Linked DNA regions of Capsicum annuum: region 2 is linked to region 1. The links are chromatin contacts, called in public Hi-C maps. All regions are on one chromosome and are shown on one strand. Each heading gives the region's core, a stretch centred on a gene start, on an enhancer-like site or on the middle of the called end of the contact. The rest is flanking DNA. Distances are from core to core; before and after follow the strand shown.

Region 1 (4,757 bases), core at 751-3,250:
CAACACCAATTTGAACCGTAGCTAATTTGACAGCCCTGAAACTACCTTTTCGCTTTTGTGAAAGAAAAAAATATTGCTCAATTTATGGAATTGATAGAATTAGGAATTCATAGTCTACGTACCACCTTCAAATTAACAAGCTTTTAACTGGTTGCAGCATGTTATAGAATTAACAATCGAAGAGAGAACACACACATTTTATTAGAGATCTATTCCAAAATAATGTAACTGAACTATTTACTTAACTGAGAAAAATAAGGGGAAGAAAACACAAGTGTAAAGATAGAATCAAAGAATATCAGCTGAAATTTATTCATTGAGATGTACAAACATTTACAGAATTCCACAACTGAAAAAAATGTAAGAATCAGTAAAATATAAATTGGTTAGATGATAAGGTTAGCAGCTGGGACTTTAATGTGATCTTCGTAGCTTCCAACCAAGTCGCTTAATTTCCAGAAACAGCCACCAGGGGACAAAAAATTGCTCCATAACTTCCATGTATGCACCATAGCCTTGAATTTTTCAAACTTATCGACAATGGTCTTGCTCCTTAAAATGAGAAGAATCAGTTCTTCTTACTCATCGGAAAAGAGTCTGCGAATGCTTTAATAAAGTATTTAGAGGCTTGTTTTGAGCTTTACATAACAAATTCCTCACACCTGCAGTCACCTATTTATCTCCAATTCCAAGATCAAGAATCAGAAAATGAATACCATTATGCATATATATAAGTTTCTTCAATAAATAGTTAATTCAAATTCAACCTTTCCCAAGCTTTGCCTTGCATAAGGAACAGCTCTTTGATATCCGATAGCACTTGTCGATGGAGGAGATTTCCGGCTTGTTTCTTCTCTGCATGGAGATTTCCCTTTGCTACTCCTTGTTGTTATTGAGGAAGGACTATTCTGCCACTTATTATCGATCGGAGAACTTGGAAAATTTTGCTGATAACAAAATATCAAATCCAAGAAATAAGTTTTTCTTTTCTTGAACACTAAATTGTTGCTAGTCCAAAATAGATCCAACAAAAGCTAGTGCATTTTGATCAATTTGCATACCACTTGGCTTCTACTTCTTGTAGTAATGCTGGAAGTGGTTTGACAATTCCCAATTGACAAATCTGGTAGACTTGATTCCTAACATTAGAAAAGAATCATATTAAGCAAAATATAATCAAACATGGAAAGCTATGCCAAAGTAAGCAAATATATGGACATACAAGAAATAGAACTGTTGCACAATGTTTTAGGACTTCCAAATTCATCCGAACATCGTCCAAGCTCCTGCCGTTAACGATAAATAATCAAAATTAGGATCCAATTTCATGAAAAATCATGAATTTTAAACATAAAGTTTAAAATTTTTAATCTAACCTGTGCCTTTGCTCTCCGAGATCAAAGTAAGCTGCCAATGAAGCCATCTACAATAAAGAATGATTTAAGAAGCCACGGTCAAAATAAAACTTTGTATTGAGTGAATGTTCATGTCTACCTTCATGTTTCCAGCTCTTTTACCAAATTTCTGGGTCAAAACACCTAAAGAATCGATAATTCCAACAGGCACAGGTGTAGGGCGACCAATTTCAGCGAAAGCAGCTTTAATACGAACACAATCAAATCTCTGTATATTATGACCTGCCCAAATCCTACCATCCAAAATACTGAAGATCTTGTCTGCAACTTGTTCAAATGAAGGTGCATCAGCAACTTCTTTTCGCGTGATCCCACCAATTCTGCCCGACTTTAACCCCACAACTGACAAATCCCCTGGTCTAATAAGAGTGCAGTAGCTCTCAAGTTCAACAAGCTTTCTTGAACAAACTACCATTGCACCAAATTCCAACACCCAAAACTTCTGTCCAGGTTTCGATGGTACGTTTGTTTCCAAGTCAAAAAACACAATCTCTGATGACCTTTTGTTGCTTGAAATGTTAGGGATTTCCATTTTTTTTTCTTTTCCTTTAGAGGTTCAACAAGTTGCAAGATAATTTGTTATTTGATGAAGTGATGGAAATGATGGTCCATTTGTCTCTCTCTATATATATATATGCTGAACGAAAATGAAAGAATATTCTTTCATGTGTAACAGAGACATTAATTGGTAGATTGTCTTGTAATTCAAGTTAGACTAAGTTTAGGTGTTTGTACAAAGTTGTCCTTAGCTTCTATCTGATGATGTCCTTTCTTAAGGGAATTCCAGTTAGGTAACATTCTCTCAATGGTATTGTCTACATGATATTAGTTGGATTGCCTTGTCATTTCAAAAAATTCACTTGCATATTCCAAATTAAGTATCTAAATATATAAATGTTCTCAATATCAATTATTCAAAGAGAACTTTTCTAATACTAACTTCATCTTCTATTTGGAGATAAAATTGAATTCACTAGTTATAGGCTATTTTGCTAGTATGCTACTATATATGATCTTAGTAGAATATGACGAAGAGCAGTTTTGAAAATGATCAACTTACGTTTCTAATAATCAAACATGGATATTTTCTCTTATTTATAAGCGGGAGTTAAAAGCAGTCCAAGCACGAGATCGACATGCTTGCTTGTACTGCCTGCTTCAACTGTGTAATTTTACTATATCACCCCTAATTAATTATTATAAGTCATTTACATATTAAAAAATTAATAATATTTAATAAAGATAAGCAAAATAGACATTTCTGACATGTCTGCTTCAGCTGCTTCAATCGTAACTTTACTATATCACCCCTAATTAATTATTATAAGTCATTTAAGTATTAAAAAAATAATATTATTTAATAGAAAAGATAAAATAGCCACTAAAATGATAAATTAACTTTTGATGTTTTAAATTAACTTAAAATCTTATATGAGGCCCATTTATTTATTTTTTTCATAAATATTTTTTATAGTAATTTTTCTATAACAGTTCTAATTAGTTAATTATAAGTTATGTCCGTTTTGTGTTTCCATCGTGATATAGTAAGTTAACCTGTTGAAGCAAGCACGAGGTCGACATGTCTGTTTGTGCTGCCTGCTTCAACTATTTCAACTGTGATTTTACTGTACCACTCCTAATTAATTATTATAATTCATTTACATATTAGAAAATTAATAAATATTTAATAAAAAATAAAATAGACATTTACGACATGTCTGTTGCAGCTATTTCAATAGTAATTTTACTAAATCATCCCTAATTAATTATTATAAGTCCTCTAAAGTATTAAAAAATTAATAATATTTAATAAAAAAAGTAAAATAGACATAAAATGATAAATTAACTCTCGATGTTTTAAAGTAACTTGACGTCTTATATCAGGCCCACTTAATTTTTTCACAAGTGTTTTTGTATAGTAATTTCGTTCTATGGATTCTAATTACTTATTATAAGTCATTTAAGACATGTCTGTTTCGTTGCTTCCATCGTGATTTTATTATATCACCCATAATTAATTATTACTGTCATCAAAGTATTAAAAAAATTAATAATATTTCATAAAAAGGTAAAATGAATGCAAAATGATATATCGACATAAAAAATTTGATTGAATATCAAAATTATATTAGTGTCATACAAATTGAGATGTGACAGAAAGACATAAAGTAGCATATATTATTTGAAAATGAGATAAAAGTATTGCAAACCACAATAATTAATAACTTAATATAAAAAAAATATATATACAAAAAAATTAATTGGCTATCAAAATTTTATCACATAAACTAGGATGGAGAGAGTATTCACATCTTATTAAAAAATTATGTAAAAAATATTATAAATCACATAAGTAAAAACTTAAAAAATTTAAAAGATATCAAATATTTGGCTGACTCTTGAAATTATATCAATCACTTAAACTAGAATAGAAAAAAAATATTATAAATCACAATAATTTAAAATTTAAATTATTTCAGTTATTGATTATCTAAAATTCATTTGTATTAGATAAATTAATATTAAAAAATAATATATATTGGGCTCGTGCTGACACGGATCATCGATATCTAGTAGAAAGTATAAAGAATACTCCCTCTTTCTAGTTTTGTGACATACCTTCTGTTAAAAGAGAATGGTAATTAAAAATAAATTAACTTTACCCTTCTAATTTTATCTTTAATCAAAAAAATTTTAAATCAAATATGGTATAACATGTTAAGGATCACAAGTTTTAAAAGTTTATAATCATACAAATGTTATAATATGTTTATAACACAAGTTTCAAAATTTATAAATTATGTATCGACTCAAACTATGTCACGTGAATTAAAGCTGAGGAAGCACCATAAAAGAAAACATACAAATTTATAAGAGAAAGGACATTATTTTTCCCTGAACTTGTTCGCTCAACTTACTTTATCATTTAAACTAAACTTTCATTTATTTATCCCCTTAACATCTTTAAAGTGTATCAGTTTCACCTCTAATGCTAACGTGACATTTTCAAGAAAAAAAAAGCACATATATTTCTAAAAAAAAATAATTTCACTTATATTATATTTAAAATATAATAAAATTTAAAAAAAATAAAAAAAATAGACATTTATTTCTTCTTTCTTCTCCAAAACATCAACAACGACAACACTCAAATTCCTCCATTAACAACCTCAAATACATTCTTCACCAACACTCTCCTTCAATTCTTTTCATTTTCCTCCATTAACACCACCAAAGAACAACCATGAAGACACTAAATTAAAATTTTTCCTCCATTAAACACCATCTCAACCTTCAATCTAACTCCACCAAAATTTGAACAAAAATTGAATTAAATTGATG
Region 2 (4,754 bases), core at 562-3,061, 58 kb after region 1:
TGCTATTCTAGCGTCTGTAATTCATGACAGCCCTAGGATTCGAGATAAAAGAGTTTTCTCCGTAGTTAGTAACGGTAAGTTCTCCATTGGGGCAGTCTACCAAAGAATGCTTGCTGACCACCTCAATACTCCTCTAGACACTCGACATTTTGAATGGATTTGGAAGATAAAATGTCCTAACAAGTTGAAATTCTTTAACTGGCTTTGTTTTCATAAAAGACTTCCTACGAGTTGGTACCTAAACCATATAGGCCTTGAAGTTAACCCTCTTTGTAAACATTGCCAGCAGCCCAAAACTATTAGGCACATTTTCCTTGAGTGTACTAGTGCATTACAATTCTGGGAAAATATTAATATGACATCCCCTATAGCCCGCCTTAGACAGCAAACTTCGAAGATTGGCTTGATCGATGTAGGGCAATGAAAGGCATTAGGCTTGGTAAATACCAGGAATGGCATAAACCCTTCCAGTTTTATTTTTGGAATATTTGGTTAACTCAGAACAACAACCTGTTTAATAACTAAATAATGCTTATCCTTACTGATATGCCCTATAACAATGCTATGGAATTCTATCTTTTAACTACCACTACAAAAAAATAAATCCATGAAAATGTTCTTTCCTGGACGCCCCCTACGGTTGGTTTAAAACTGAACATAGATGGAGCTTTTGATCATGTAACTAGAACTGGTGGGGCGGGGGGAGTATTTAGAGATAATAATGTTGACTGGGTGGTAGGTTTCAGCACTAGAGTTAGTGTCCAATCTCCCCTTAAAGAAGAATCTATGGCACTCTATTTGGGTCTCAAAATGGCCTTACACATGCATTTTGATTTTCTGATAATTGCAACTGACTCTGAAAACCTGGTATCTGCATGCAAGAATAATTTGGAATCTAACAACAACATCATTCTTCTATGCAGGGATCTTCTTCGGGAGTTGGAGAACCGGCGATGCACCGTGAGTTCAGGCTTCTAAATAGGGTTGCGGATAAGTTAGCAAAGAATGGTAGAAGGAAGGAAGCAGGAAGGCAGTGTGTGCCTGTTGTTAATACAAAATGTACTAATATTAGTAGCTTCAAACATAATGTAAGAAGTAGTAGTTCCAGTATGGAACAAGATCTGCAGCCAGGTGTTTTTGTATAATGTACAACGCTAGCAACATTACTATTATTAACGAATCATCCTTTTAACCAAAAAAAAAAGTCATAGCAATAATGATCTTACTAAAGGTCAACTATTATTTTTCAAAAGTCTATTTGTTTTGTATATATTTTCTATTGATTAAAAATAGATCTTCTAATAAACATTAATTTCGTGATTCCAATTTAGTTGTAAATACTATTACACATTTTTGGCATTTTTGTACAGAATAATATAAGCTACACTCAATGATTTATTATTTTTACGGAAAAGGATAAAAAATGCCCCTGAACTATTTGAAATTAATTAAAAATACCCCTCGTTAGTTTTTGGCTCAAAAATACCCCTCCGTTAAATATTTAGCTCAAAAATATCCCTCCACTTAACAGAATTCCACCAGCATGCCACCTAGGTAAAAAAAAAAAGAGAAGCCACGTGACCATGGCACATCACTATCCACGTATAATATATTTTTTTTAATTATATGACATTCATTTCTTCTTCAAGCTTTGCTTTGCTTCAATCAGAATTCCAACTTAACCCAAAACCACATCAATATATTCTTAACTTCTGGTAGAAAAAATTTCAACTTTTGTTGAATTCGTAACCCAATAAGAACAAAAAAATACATGATCCGTCCATAAATTAGAACAAAGAATGAAAGGCAGTCGATCTGTTGAAATTCCATCATTAAAGGTGATTGCGGTGAAGTATTGCAGTCGATCTGTTGAAGATTCAGCTCAAAAATTTGAATATATTGACCCTTTTCCGTTTTTTTGATCAATTTCAGATAGTTCATGAGTATTTTTGACCATTTTCTATTTTTAATAATATTTTAAGAGTCATATACTTTTAAAATTTTGGTACTTCCTAAATTTTTGTATTCTAATACTTTTATATTTATTTCTAGATTTTTTAAATCTTTTTAAAATCTAATAGTTGATTTAGAATTCTTAAATAGGAGAAAAAGTATTTAGTTGTCACTAATTCTAATAACTTATAATATGAAAAGATTTTACCATAAATATATTTAATTAATTTTTAACTCTTAAATGTTAGAAAAATAGTGAAAAGATGATTTTTTCTAAAACAAAAACTTTTAATAGAGGGCAAAAAGTTCAAACAATATTTTTAAGTTAGTGTACATGTTTTGCACCTGTGTATCACGTTAAATAATAATACCCATCCGTCTCAATTTAAATGAATAAGTTTGACTTGACAAGAAGTTAAGGAAGAAATAAAACTTTTAAAACTTGTTGTCTAAAATAAGTCGAAGATGTTTATCTGGCTACAAATAATTTAGAGGCAAATGGTTTTTAAAATTAAAGTGATACAGAATATAAAAATATATCATTCTTTTTGGAAACTAACTAAAAATGAAAGTGAGATATATAAATTAGGATCAAGTGAGAAAGATGAGATATAAAAATAACGAAAAAGGGTCAAAAATATCCTGAACTATTTGAAATAGATCAAAAACACCCCTCATTAGTTTTTTGGCTCAAAAATACTCCTTCGTTAAATATTTAGCTCAAAAATACCCCTCCACTTAACAGAATTCCACCAGCATGCCACCAAGGTAAAAAAAAAAAGCCGCGTGCCATGTCACGTCATCATCCATGTGTAATTTTTTTTTTTAATTATATGGCATTCCTTTCTTCTTAAGCTCTGCTTTGCTTCCTTCAGAATTCCAACTTAACCCAACACCACATCAATATATTCATAACTTCCTGTAGAAAAGATTCCAACTTTTGTTGAATTCTTAACCCAACAAGAACGAAAAATATATAATCCGTTCATAAATTAGAAAAAAGAATGAAAGGCAGTCGATCTGTTGAAATTCCATCATTAAAGGTGATTGCGGTGAAGTGTTGCAGTCGATCTGTTGAAGATCCAGTTCGAAAATTTGAGGAAGAAAAATAAAAGTGTGAACATAAAGAGTTGAAGATCATCATTGCCCATCAGACAGAATTACAGCACTGCAAAATTAAGAGAAAAATTTTTCAAGCTGATTTCTCGCCTACCATGCCGGCCTTTACCTTCATGATAAATTAATAGGTTTATCATGTTTTAGGAATAAGTTATAACTCTATTTGATTATCTCATATTTAGAAATATCAGTATCTAAATATTGACAAATGGTAATAGTTTGATCTGGTCCTATTCAGTGACAAAATTGGTCGATTTCCCCTGTTTTAGTTGTGTTTTTTATCAGAATTGGAGCAAGCGTTAGTCAGAAGGTTAGTTTCAAACTGTCTGGTTAGCGGAAGGAGCAAACTTTTGGACGAGACATGAATGGAACAGTACATTCTGAATAGTTCAGGGACAAGTTCCTAGAACCATTTATTTGTTGTTCATATTGTATTGAATTCTTATATATAAAGGAGAAACATAGTGTTCAACACATATTGGATCAAGACAGAATTAAACAACATAGATGGTGAGGATTCACATAGCCGGCTTCAACTTGCCTGGATTTGAGGCTTAGTTGTTATAATTGCAACAACCACCTCTGTCTAGATTATTATTGTTTAATATCGGATTCGACAGTCCATCAGCACACTAATTTGTACAATTCAAAACTCTTTAACTGCGAATCTATAGCAATGCATTACAAAAATACAGCTGCAAAAAGAAATATCAAAACTCAGTATCCTGTTATGAGGATCAGTGCCTGGTTTTGGAAGGAAACAAAATCTTTTACAAGAAAAGATGTGCAAGAACATTAGAAAAGAAAGCCTAACTGAAGTTAACTAGAACAAACCAGCAAGTTCTAAATAATTTAGAGATAATAGTCAAAAACAAACTTGAAGTATCAGTTTTTTGGAGTTCCATACCTGAACTATCACGACTATTCATCAAAACACCTCGAAACTTACTAGACCAAGTGTTTGAATACAATCGCCAAAAGGCACGTGATAACTTAATTTGCCCATAAAATTTCGTCCACATGGCAGCTGATTCATCAATTTCGAGGTATGTTTTGATAGTTAATTGGTAATAATTTAAGTAGGAAACTCGCAAACTTTCTCCACCGATCAGTATTAAAAAATGCAACTTGGGCATCCTCTAATGATCATCCTTCCTGGCAGTGGCAAGTCAAATGCAGCAACAATTTCCCTTAAGTTATCGCAGGAAGAGATTGGAAGGATCTCAAGTTTTTCTGAATGTTGGAATCTTTTCTTCCTCAAATTTTTTAGCTGAATCTTCAACAGATCGACTGCAATACTTCACCGCAATCACCTTTAATGATGGAATTTCAACAGATCGTCTGCCTTTCATTCTTTTTTCTAATTTATGAACGGATCATATATTTTTTGTTCTTGTTGGGTTAAAAATTCAATAAAAGTTGGAATCTTTTCTACAGAAGTTATGAATATATTGATGTGGTGTTGGGTTAAGTTGGAATTCTGATTGAAGCAAAGCAGAGCTTAAAGAAGAAAGGAATGTCATCTAATTAAAAAATAAAATTACACGTGAATAGTGACGTGGCATGGCCACGTGACTTTTTTTTATCTAGATGGCATGCTGGTGGAATTCTGTGTAGAGGGTATTTTTGAGCTAAATATTTAACGGAGAAATATTTTTGAGCCAAAAAACTAACGAGGGATA

The links. A called contact is a pair of places that touch in the nucleus more often than the background predicts.
Region 2: a contact with region 1 is called in a Hi-C map of leaf, with 1.9 times the contacts expected there. The contact joins the enhancer-like site here to the promoter of LOC107849881 in region 1. A contact is called at or near these places in 4 of 5 Hi-C or Micro-C datasets (bud, leaf and placenta).

Annotation. Positions count from the first base shown.
Region 1 is chr12:65,762,902-65,767,658 of UCD10Xv1.1, forward strand. It overlaps LOC107849881 (protein NEN4), which reads right to left and starts at 2,001. Exons shown (of 6, transcript XM_016694413.2): 1 at 1,495-2,001; 2 at 1,377-1,423; 3 at 1,223-1,286; 4 at 1,062-1,139; 5 at 768-947; 6 at 286-672. The coding sequence starts at 1,947. The coding sequence ends at 583.
Region 2 is chr12:65,820,885-65,825,638 of UCD10Xv1.1, forward strand. No RefSeq gene overlaps it. Among protein-coding and RNA genes, the nearest start is that of LOC107849881, 58 kb to the left of the region's middle. Within about 2 kb of position 1,812, at least 3 of the 5 cell types and tissues checked have an H3K27ac peak or open chromatin away from gene starts, as enhancers often do. A contact at or near this core is called in leaf, where this site is marked.